Regions from separate parts of the Mus musculus genome. Here region 2 is linked to region 1. A link is a contact called in public HiChIP or PLAC-seq data. All regions are on one chromosome and are shown on one strand. The core of a region is the stretch at or near the end of the contact, and the rest is flanking DNA. Distances in the headings are between cores, read along the strand shown. Region 1 holds the start of Plxna4os1 (plexin A4, opposite strand 1). Region 2 has its middle 39 kb from the start of Gm32533.

Evidence for each region. HiChIP or PLAC-seq counts read pairs in DNA pulled down with a chosen protein or histone mark.
Region 2: a contact with region 1 is called in a FOXA1 HiChIP or PLAC-seq map of pancreatic cancer cells. The contact joins the enhancer-like site here to the promoter of Plxna4os1 in region 1. A contact is called at or near these places in 5 of 39 promoter capture datasets (the 3T3-L1 cell line, hippocampal neurons, pre-B cells and 1 more) and 1 of 115 datasets of contacts at active chromatin or transcription factors (pancreatic cancer cells).

The regions. Positions count from the first base shown.
Region 1 is chr6:32,508,643-32,513,331 of GRCm38.p6, reverse strand. It overlaps Plxna4os1 (plexin A4, opposite strand 1), which reads right to left and starts at 2,191. Exons shown (of 2, transcript NR_040277.1): 1 at 1,887-2,191. The region is part of intron 2 of Plxna4 (plexin A4); the gene reads left to right.
Region 2 is chr6:34,233,118-34,238,400 of GRCm38.p6, reverse strand. No RefSeq gene overlaps it. Among named protein-coding and RNA genes, the nearest start is that of Gm32533, 39 kb to the right of the region's middle. Within about 2 kb of position 3,775, at least 42 of the 459 cell types and tissues checked have an H3K27ac peak or open chromatin away from gene starts, as enhancers often do. A contact at or near this core is called in pancreatic cancer cells, where this site is marked.

The sequences.
Region 1 (4,689 bases), core at 942-3,441:
CCTATCAGAAGATATTTATTGAGCTTATATGGCCTTTTCCATTTCCTGACACCTATATTTCTTCTCCTGAACTCAGAGCTGAGAGTGGTCTGACCCTGGGTCACTTGCCTAACTCATGAATCCAGAGCCTTCTGATTGCAACTATCAGAGAACTCAATGGTGCTTCTGCTTCTCCATGGGCGAGGAAGACTGGCTGTATTCATGTCAGAAGAGAGGCTGGGAACGGCCAGGAGTGGTCTCCTATGACTGAGTGGCTATGAGTATAGAAACATTTGCAAGTGTCAGTGCCTGGGCTGTGTTGGATATAGACACTGTGGGAGCTGGTGAGGCATCTTTAGGTGTTTGGGGATGGAAGCATCCTCCAACTTTGCTTTCTGAGCCTTTCTTTTCCTGTGTCCTGTTCATCTCTAATCCAAATGGAAAAAGGACCTAATAATGAAGGCAGTAGAACCTATACAATGCTCAGAAGATCTCATTGAGAGCCTAGGCATAAGAGAGCTAGAAAGATATGGCTGGGGTCTTAGGTTGTGCTGGGACTCAAGGAGTCTAACCTGAGGCCAATTTGTTAGGAAGGCATCTAGGAGGGTTAACCAATTTGATTTAATTTGTATTTCTGTAGCTTCTCACCACTGATCCTGGCTCTGGCCCCCTTTGTAGCCTACTTCAAAGGGTCTCTGCAAATCTCTGCTTATAGAGCACACACCTCTAAGGCTATGGGACCGAGAATCTACCTTTTCTGTCTTATGCTAGGACTCTGTGATGGCCAGCCTTTCCCACAGAAACTTGACAGTTCTAATATGAAATAGACAGCCCACTTTGGGGAGGACATTGTTGCGAGCTAAGGGTCTGTGTCCTTCATGAGTCTAGGGGTTGTCCTAGACGTGGCTCCCTACATTCTTCTCCCTCTTTAGTTTGCTGAGTTCCCTTATAGAGCCCTAGCCTCTGGCTCCAAGTAAGTCAAGGAGTAGAGAAAACATCTTAAATCCTGGGAATGTTTTAGGCAACTAGGCAACAGACTGGCCAAGATCAAGGAAAGACCTCAGTCTCCAGGAATGTGAAAGGGAAGTGGATCACTACACCCTGTAGATGGGACAAAGGTTGTAGTCAAGGGAGTGTCTATCACTCCATTTCCTGAAGTCTGAGTTTGAAACCAGCTGAGAAGCACCCGGCAGGACCAGTCTAGGGCTGATAGTGGGAAGCAGACACAGAGTGGATACAGACCACTTCCTCTTCTCTGTGAGTTTTGACCTCAGAGTGACCTTCTGCTAGGAAAAAAAAAAACCCAAAACCAAAAAACCCAAACCCAACCCAACCCAACCCAACCCAAACCAAACAAACAACAAACAAGTGGGTCCATGGGGCAGGGACTCTTACTTTGAATCATCACCAGTCACCTATCAGGCCCTCATACTGGGGGTAGACGGTGAGGACCACCACAGCTTTGCATAGCCCTGCCCTGCCAGTGTGCAATGTGCTTCATGCCCCTCTTTCATTGTTCCCAGAGTCCTACAGAGCAACAGAATAGTCAGGCTCCAATCCCCAAGGGCATAGAGGGACAGAGAGTCAAGCACTGAGGTTAGTATTATGTAATTAATGCTAAGTATGTTCTACAGTCTAGAGCATACTGTGTGTCTGAATCTCAAGCCCACTACTTCTCCCATAGCATGTCTCAGTGCAAGGCCAGTAGAACTTGTCTGGGTTGGCAAGGTTCCTGTGCAAGGACCATCTAGGAATGTGTGGTCCTAGACACTGAGTATTGGGTACAAATGGGACTCTCCAAGTTAATGCAGTCTGCAAACTTCTCCCAAGATTCCAGAGGCCTTTCTGGAAGAACTATGGCTGGGCCAAGCTCCCATATGACTTGAAGGTTTACCCACTGGCCTTACCAGTTCCATGGGGGTCCCAGAGGTACAAGAACAAGCTTCATTTTCACTTTCTGCCCAACAGCATACACCGTTGATATGAAGGAGGACTCCATCCCTACATGCTGTGTGATTCAACTGATTCCCAGACACAGCAGGTAGTCCTAGGAAGTAGGCAGGGTTATCCCCTTGCACTCATGCTGGCCTTGTGTCCCAGCATAGCTGGTCACTCAGGTTTGCCTGGCGCCTGAGATCCTGAACCCCGTGAAAACGAGCATCCGGAATAGCCAGGCAGCTGTCCCAGGCCAGCCTCAGCCGGTCTGCTTGTGCTGTTTTCGTTTCTCTGTCAGCAGGAAGCTGGACTCTGACTACATGGGTTTGTTTCCTGTTATGGTGAGAGGCAAGGGTTCCTCTCTTTGCTTGGCACTCACACTCCCTTGGTCCAGGAACTCCTCCTCTTCCACACCCTGCCCCCCTTCTCATTCCAACCAATCTTGTCAACACTACAAACCACTAAACAAGTTCGTGAAATAGGTACACATTGCAAGCCCTCACTCCTTGTAAGCCCTTTGAGTACACAATTTCCTTATTTAAACTTCAAATGCCAGTGGTAAGGCAACCCCAAGACAGAAGTTCCCTCCCTGCCCACCCCCATGTCTCCCCACAATGTAGCTCCAGTACTAGGCATCCAGGTCTAAAGGCATTCTTGGTCAGGAGGAATTGCAGTAGAAGTCCCATCTGGATCTTTTGAGGTCATGTGATGATGGCCAAGTCCTGGGGGATGAGCTAGATCTGGTGGGAGGAAGTCCAAGGTTGGCGTATGGTGTTCTCCCAAGATGCCACTTGGGAGGCCAGCAGGTCAGTGTGTGTGTGTGTATTGGGGGGGGGGGACCCAAGAATCACACAAATTTTAAAACAGACACATTCAAGAGACTCAGTCTATAAGTTTCTGAGCTATGACTTAAGGACATGGATCCTCACCCTGCTGAGACATTACTTTGCAGGTTCGGCACAATGTCATGCACACTGGTAAATATGCCCGCATGTGCACACAACTTCCGTGTGTCCATCTCCCCTCTTGTTGCTTCTCCTTGTCTTGCTCTAAACCACTATCTTCATGTTTCATCACCTCTGTTTTATCTTTGTGGCTTCTTTCCTCTCCTGCTCACACAGGACCCTCAGCCATGAACACGGTGATATTTCTCTCTCATACGTATACAAGTGTGTATGTGTATTTGTACACATGAGACTCATTCAGTGGGCATAGCACAGACTGAAATGGGATGTTGGACATCTTATCCATCAACACATGAATGTACCTCACCAATCACCCCAGATGTAGAGTTCCCTTTAATTCATTTCATCTACACAGGGTGGTATCTTGGCAAGGATGCTGGCCAGGGAGTCCTGACCTTTGGGCCTCAGCCAGCACCTGCTCATGAACTATCAAAAGGCCAGTAAACAGTTCCCCTTCTGCTCTAATTTTATGCTAAGGAAGGAGTTGGTGAGACAGTATATATTCCATAAAAAGCAAAAAAGAAACACACCGATGTTATTAGAAAGTAAGGGAAGGCCCTTAGAACCCCTTGATGAATGCAAATGATCCCAACCCCACCCTGCACCCCCACTTCTGGTTATACTGTCCCCGTGGTTTATTGATGGATTTACACCATCATTATCTTCTTTGGAGAGGTTTGGACTGTATATAACTGAGGTTGCATTCGGTGTCTTAGTCCCTAGGATGTGCTTGTTTGCTGGCCTGTCTTCCTTTCTCTATGCACACGTGATGGGGGCTCAGACACTGTGCCAGGAAAAGACATCTTTTAAGCTACACTCTTTGCTTTGCCTCTCCAGTGTCCTTTAATTTTGTAAGGCTGAAGGGAATGATCACACATCCACACACTGGCAACTGCTCTCATTTCGTTAACAAAGTTAGAGAAGGAAGAGACAACCAAGGGCACTTTCCTCATTCTATCTGTCCATTTAGGTCCTTCTCCCTAGTGAGTCTGGCCCCCTATGCTGTCCACAGACACACATCGGCATCCCTGAGAGCAAAGAAAACCAGTATCGTTCTCCGTGTCATTACTATGTCTCTGTCAGTGTTCCAAAATATAATGGGATCTGTTCTCCTGATTTATCCTGCATGCAGGCGACATTACCCAGACACACAGGCCGGAGGAGCAAGAGAGGAAGATACACGGCAACATGAGTGGAGCTAATAAAATTTATCCCCACTAACAAGGGAATGACCTACCCCATAATTCAGCCTGGTGAGCAGGGCCACTGCTTCCCTGTACCCGCCAGGAAACACACAAACTTAATCATCGTGGCAATCCTCACCTCAATTATAGTTCGAATGGTGGCTGTGGCTGCCTGCCTTAAACTCTGGGAGGGGGAGCAAGAGCTGGGATGGATGGGTGGTTTTGTATGGGATTTATCTGCCCCTGACAGGCAGCTGCTAGGGGCGGGTAAAGCTAAGGTCTAGAAGGGGATGGAAGCTTCCTGGTGGAGTTTGGCTGGTACTGCCCACAAGGCTGAGAAACTTCTCTGGGAGTCCCCAGGGGTCCGGTCGTTGGGGGGGGGGGGAGAGGCCACTAGATTTGCTCCCAGCCTAGTTGCCACCTGCAGAGATCTGACTCTCTTGCCAAGCTGGTTCATAGCTGTGGCCTGTGCAGACCTCCATTGTGCCATTCCCTGGCTACTTATTAGAGGGAGGAACTTGGGGTCCTCAGCAGCTGGGCTAATGAGGAGAAGGTCATGGGTCCAGCCCCCAGGTTCCTGACTGAGCTGCTCTCTGGTGGTGCTGCTCAGCAACCCTTTGGAGGGG
Region 2 (5,283 bases), core at 2,526-5,025, 1.7 Mb before region 1:
AAATCATTTATTTGGCACTTTGCAGAATCCATCTTGCATTTTAAATTCCTTTTTTCTACCTGCAAAAGCCCAGCTTCCCCAGGAAGACATCCTGCCTTATACCACTCCCTGGTCCTGATAATTGCTAGGTGTGTAAAAATAGAAAAATTATTTTCCCTTGTTATTGATGGGATGGCCGACAACTTTCTGAAACATGGAATTAATTTTATTCCCTCTTCCAGAAAGAAGCTGACAGAACAGGATCTCCACACACTGTGCATTTACATTTCTGAACTTGGTTCAGGTCATCTACCTTCTTCCTCAGTTGGGAGGTGGGTAGCCAGAACTTCTGCTTCCAGAACATGCACTTCAAATGCCCCCCCCCATCATGTGACAAACCCTTTCAAAATTTCCAGGTTACAACTCCACAGGCTAGGAATCTAATGGTCTAGACGTGATTTAGTTTGAGAGGTGGGAGCCACGCAGTGCCTGCACTCCGTGCAGCCTCTTCATGATGGAAATATCCAATGCTCAGAGATCACTGAGGTTGGTCAGGTGCAGAAGGCCAGGATTTCTGTGTGCACAAGTCTAGGTCATGTCTGGTCAATGTTTAATGATGCAGAGAATGGAATGTGTGGGCACCTGAAAATCCACACAAAACTGTGTGCACTGCAGTGACTCAAGTATGCGCCTTCACTTTTCATCTTGTATTCCCATATTTCTGGAACTGGAAAAAAAAACTCCCCCTGAGAATTCAGAAGTACCTATTACACAGCACCCGCTTTCTTCATCCAGGGCAGCCTCCCTTGTGGCCAAGAAATGTCTTCTCCTGCAGGCACCTTCAAAAGGCCATCCTGTGTCCACCATGGAAACTGTGTGCAAACCTGTGTTGTAGCTGATTTCATCATGTCAAAGTTTACATGCTAATTTCTCTAAATAAACATGAAATGCACTTGAATCGAGGTTGCTTCCTCTTTCTTTCCTACAGGAGAATTCTGTGAATACAAATCACCATGTACAGAAAGTGTTCTGTGTGGCTGAACAGTCGACTCTTAGAGATTTGGGCTAGAACATTGGTGAGCAGTTATTCTCAGTGAGAGTGATCTTGGTCACCACAAGACTCCATGTGTACTTCTCTCACACAGTATAAGCACCTCACCAGGCAAGTTTTCTCTGTTTGAGAAAGAACCAAAATAGCTTTGGTTGTACTTCCATGGAAAAATCCCAGGGAAGTTCTTTTTCCATGAATTTTCCAGATGTGGCATATGCCCCATCAGAAACAATGGGAGATGTTCATATCACAGGTGTCCTGGTCAGGATACTAGCAGATGGTTTCTGCAGCCAAGTGAAGTCAGTTGAAGAAAGTTTACATCAGAATGTCTTAGTCCATGGAAAACAGAAACTTTTAAGGGAAATATTAATCAGATTTAAATATTGACATCCTGAAATGTATACAGTCTTAACAGATATGTCATGAATTCATTATTCCAAAGTCTACTTGGAGATCCTATGACTAACTAGACATCGTCCAGGGATGTGAGCCCTCTGGTGTGTCTGTAGAGAAAGGTGAGGAGGATACAGTATTCATTAGGGCCATAGGTGTGGCCTTCATTCATTCTCACAATCGCCATGCATGGGTTGTGGGTTAGGCATTATTGTTCTAATTTCATAAATGAGTCTTAGAAAGATGAAAATAAAGTCACCAGTTATGGAGATTAGATTCCATCTCAGCTGGAGTTTAAATGGAACGAGTCCACAGAGGAGGCCTCACACACCTGCTCTCCAGACACCAAGGGAAGGGTATCTGCGTGTTTATCCACCTTTGTGACTCAGCACCCTCCCTAGCTCTCCATCTTCTCAGAGGTGGAACTCCCAAACCCCAGCACGGTCTGAAATCTTCCCATACTAGCCCAGGGTGATTCATCTCTCCACAGTCTAATCCTATTTCCCTTTACCCTCTGAGCTAATGTGTGGGTGAAAATACCCAAGAGCCAGCCAGATCTTGGACTATAGGCTAGTGGAAGATTACAAAACTGAACCCAGGTGACTTGGATTCTAGGGCAAGTTTTATACTTCCATGATTGTGCTTCTGTCTTCCTGGGTCAACCTTTCACCTGGAAATGGAGGTGTCTGGTGCTGATGCATTTCTGCATCCTCTCCAGCTTGTATTTTTCTAATTCTTCTCATATATATGAAATTATCTTAAAACTTTGTTGTTGTTGTTGTTGTTATTATTATTATTATTACTATTATTATTATTATTATTTGTGTGGGAATACTTGCAGAGATCGAAGGACAGCTTCATGGAGTCGGCTCTCTCCTTCGGCCTTTACTTGGGCTCAAGGGTGGAGCTCAAGTTGTCAGGTTTGCAGAGCAAGCCAACTTGTTGGTCCCCAAGAGAAAAATGTTTGAATATGAAACATCACGGTAGGCAGCGGGCACATATGTGGAGGAGAAAAGATAAGCAGGAAAGGGTTATTCACTTTGCCTTGTGCACAAATGTCAGATAAAGGTTTCAGTCATACTTGGTCAGTGATAAGGGAGAACTGTCTTGGAAGTATAACATCTAGCAAAGGCCTTGGGAAGAATAGTCCTTACCTGGGTGACAAAGTTAGAATCAAAACAGAAAGATATGCTGGTGGGAGGGGCGTGGAGGGACAAGAGGAGGTAATGGGGATGGAAAGAGGAGAAGAACAGCTGGAGGGTTTATGTAACCTGTGTGTGTGTGTGTGTGTGTGTGTGTGTGTGTGTGTGTGTGTGTGTGGTGTGTGTGTGTCGGGTATATATATATATACTGAAATTGTCCCCAAAAAATGAATTAATGAAAAATATAAAATCATGACAGTACATAATAATAATACTTCTCAAAAAAGAAATATACTCAGGTAACTTTATCTGGCTTCTCTTAAAACATTTACCTGAAAAATAAGCAACAGTCTTGACACTTAAAGAAAAAGAAACAGTTTCTGCTGTGCGCTCCAGCCCCAGTGCAGCTTTGTGTAATAAATTCCGCTCCTCGGCCTACTCCGGGGAGAAGCAGGCACTCAGCAGGACTGTCACAGGACACAAGGAGGGGCGGGGCGTCAGCTTTCGTGTCCATTCTTTCCTTGGCTGCCAACCTTGGCTGAACTTTGTTGTTTGGAAACCAAGTCTACTGTGACCATTTTCTGTGACGCCACTAGTAAAACTCACTTTAAGTCTCCACAAGTGTGTGCTATCCGTTAGCTGTAAAATGTCCCCCACAGACTCCCCTGTACTTGAACACGTGGTTGCTGGTGCTGCTTTGGGAAGCCTGGAGTCTTTGGGGTAGGAAGCCTGGCTGGCAAGAGCAGGCTATTACAGAAGGGCTTGAGAGTTGTAACCTGCCCTGCTTCTGGCTCCAGCTTTCTGCTTTCTGGTCAGATAACACAATGTATCTAAGAGGCATCCTGTATTGTTATGGGCTCCACCATTAGGTGTCTATATAGTGGCCAGATAACACAATGTATCCAAGCTCCATATTCCATGTTGTGGAAGCTTGGATACGCCATGCCTTGCCTGTAGTGACAGATCCTTTCCAACTATGAGCCCCAAATAAGTCCCTCCTCTTCTAAGTGGCTCTATCTGGCACTCTGTTACAGCGACAAGAAAGGTAACTAACAGCACAGCTGTTGTTTGGAATTAGCCCACAAAGAACTGACAATCACTGGCCTTTCATTTGGAAGAAAAGGGGAATACATGAAAGTCCAGCCATGCCAAGCATGGACTCTGGGCCTCTCTCCCACCCTCCTCCCCACTCTGGCTTCCTGTGCTCCACATGAGTCACAATCACCTGACACTGCCTAGTCAGAGGCTGGGTAATAGTTACAAAGTGTCTCGGTCCTTTCTCCTGCTTATTTTTCATACAGGGTCAGGCTTCTGCCTTCTGTGTTCACTTGTATATTTCGAGAGGGAAAAGGAAAGCGGGGAGGTGGAAATGAGAAGGAAGAAAGGAGCAGGAAGCATCCTCTGGAAATAGCAGGCTTGGAAGCAGATGATTGAATGAAACCAAAGAGAGACTATCCATGTGCCACCTTGAAGGAGCCCGATGTCCAATCTCAGGCTTATCATTCCCACCGTGCTTATGGCTGCTGGCAGCGGCTGCATGATAATCTGCAAGTCATATAATGTGGATTTATTTTCTCAATTGAATTTTTTATACATTATTGAAATAAATTTGGACTTGGCCTTTATTAAACAACAGGGAACCGTTACAGGTTCTTCACGGAGGAAATTTGAATATAGCAGCTTATATTTGCTGTCAATCAGAATCATGGCAGGGCACATGAGGCACATGGGGCACATTCTAAAGTGGCGTCCATAGAGAAATCCCATGTGGATGGGCGTGGCCTTAGCAGAGGAACGTACTGTGGCAGAAACCAGAGCCACCAGGATAATAACCCTGCTTGCTCTTTATGCTTGTCTTAGTCAGGGTTTTATGGCTGCATGACCAAAGAGTAAATTGGGGAGAAAGGGGATTAGTTGGCCTACATTTCCAGGTCACAATCCATCATTGGAGGAAGGCAGGACAGGAACTCAAGCAGCGCTGGAACCTGGAGGCAGGAGCTGATGCAGAAGCCACGGAGGGATGCTGCTTACTGGCTTGCTTTCCCTGACAGACGTTCATTCTGTTCACCATTTCTCTCTCCTTCCTTACCTGTATGCCTTAGATGAAGGAAGCACCTCCACTCTGCCCAGGCTCTTGACTGACCAGTGCTGACGATGGTATTTAATACCACACAACACAGCAACTGTTTAGGCATTGGTTTTGTGTGATGGCGTGGGTGAGTGGTAGTCCCATAATGGAGACTATTTTCCTAAGGATCAATAGAGAAACCTTTTTTTTTTTTTTCATGTTGATGCCTGACAGCACTTAGTGAGTTCTACCACTCAGCAGATGATCAATATAAACTTCCTACATTTAAAGAAATAACAGAGCAAAGTGTTTGTCAGACCTTAGAAGATGTGTGCATGTGTACACAGGAGCACATGCGCAGTGTCAGCTAGGACCCAACCCAGGCAGCAGAACCGCATTCGCTGAGAAATGAATGCTAGCACCTCAGGTACCCCTGAAAGTCACTGGGTGGGCAGAAATAAGGGGCCACCTTTAGACGATTGATTCGGAGACAAATCACCCTAGTCATGATGGATAGGAAGGAAAGACATGATTACTAAATCACACATTGTCTACCACCTCTGACATGAAGACCCATCATGGAGACAGGGAGTTGAAGGATAACATGCATTTTCCTCGGACTGACCTGGCATCCCACTGCAGTGCAAGCA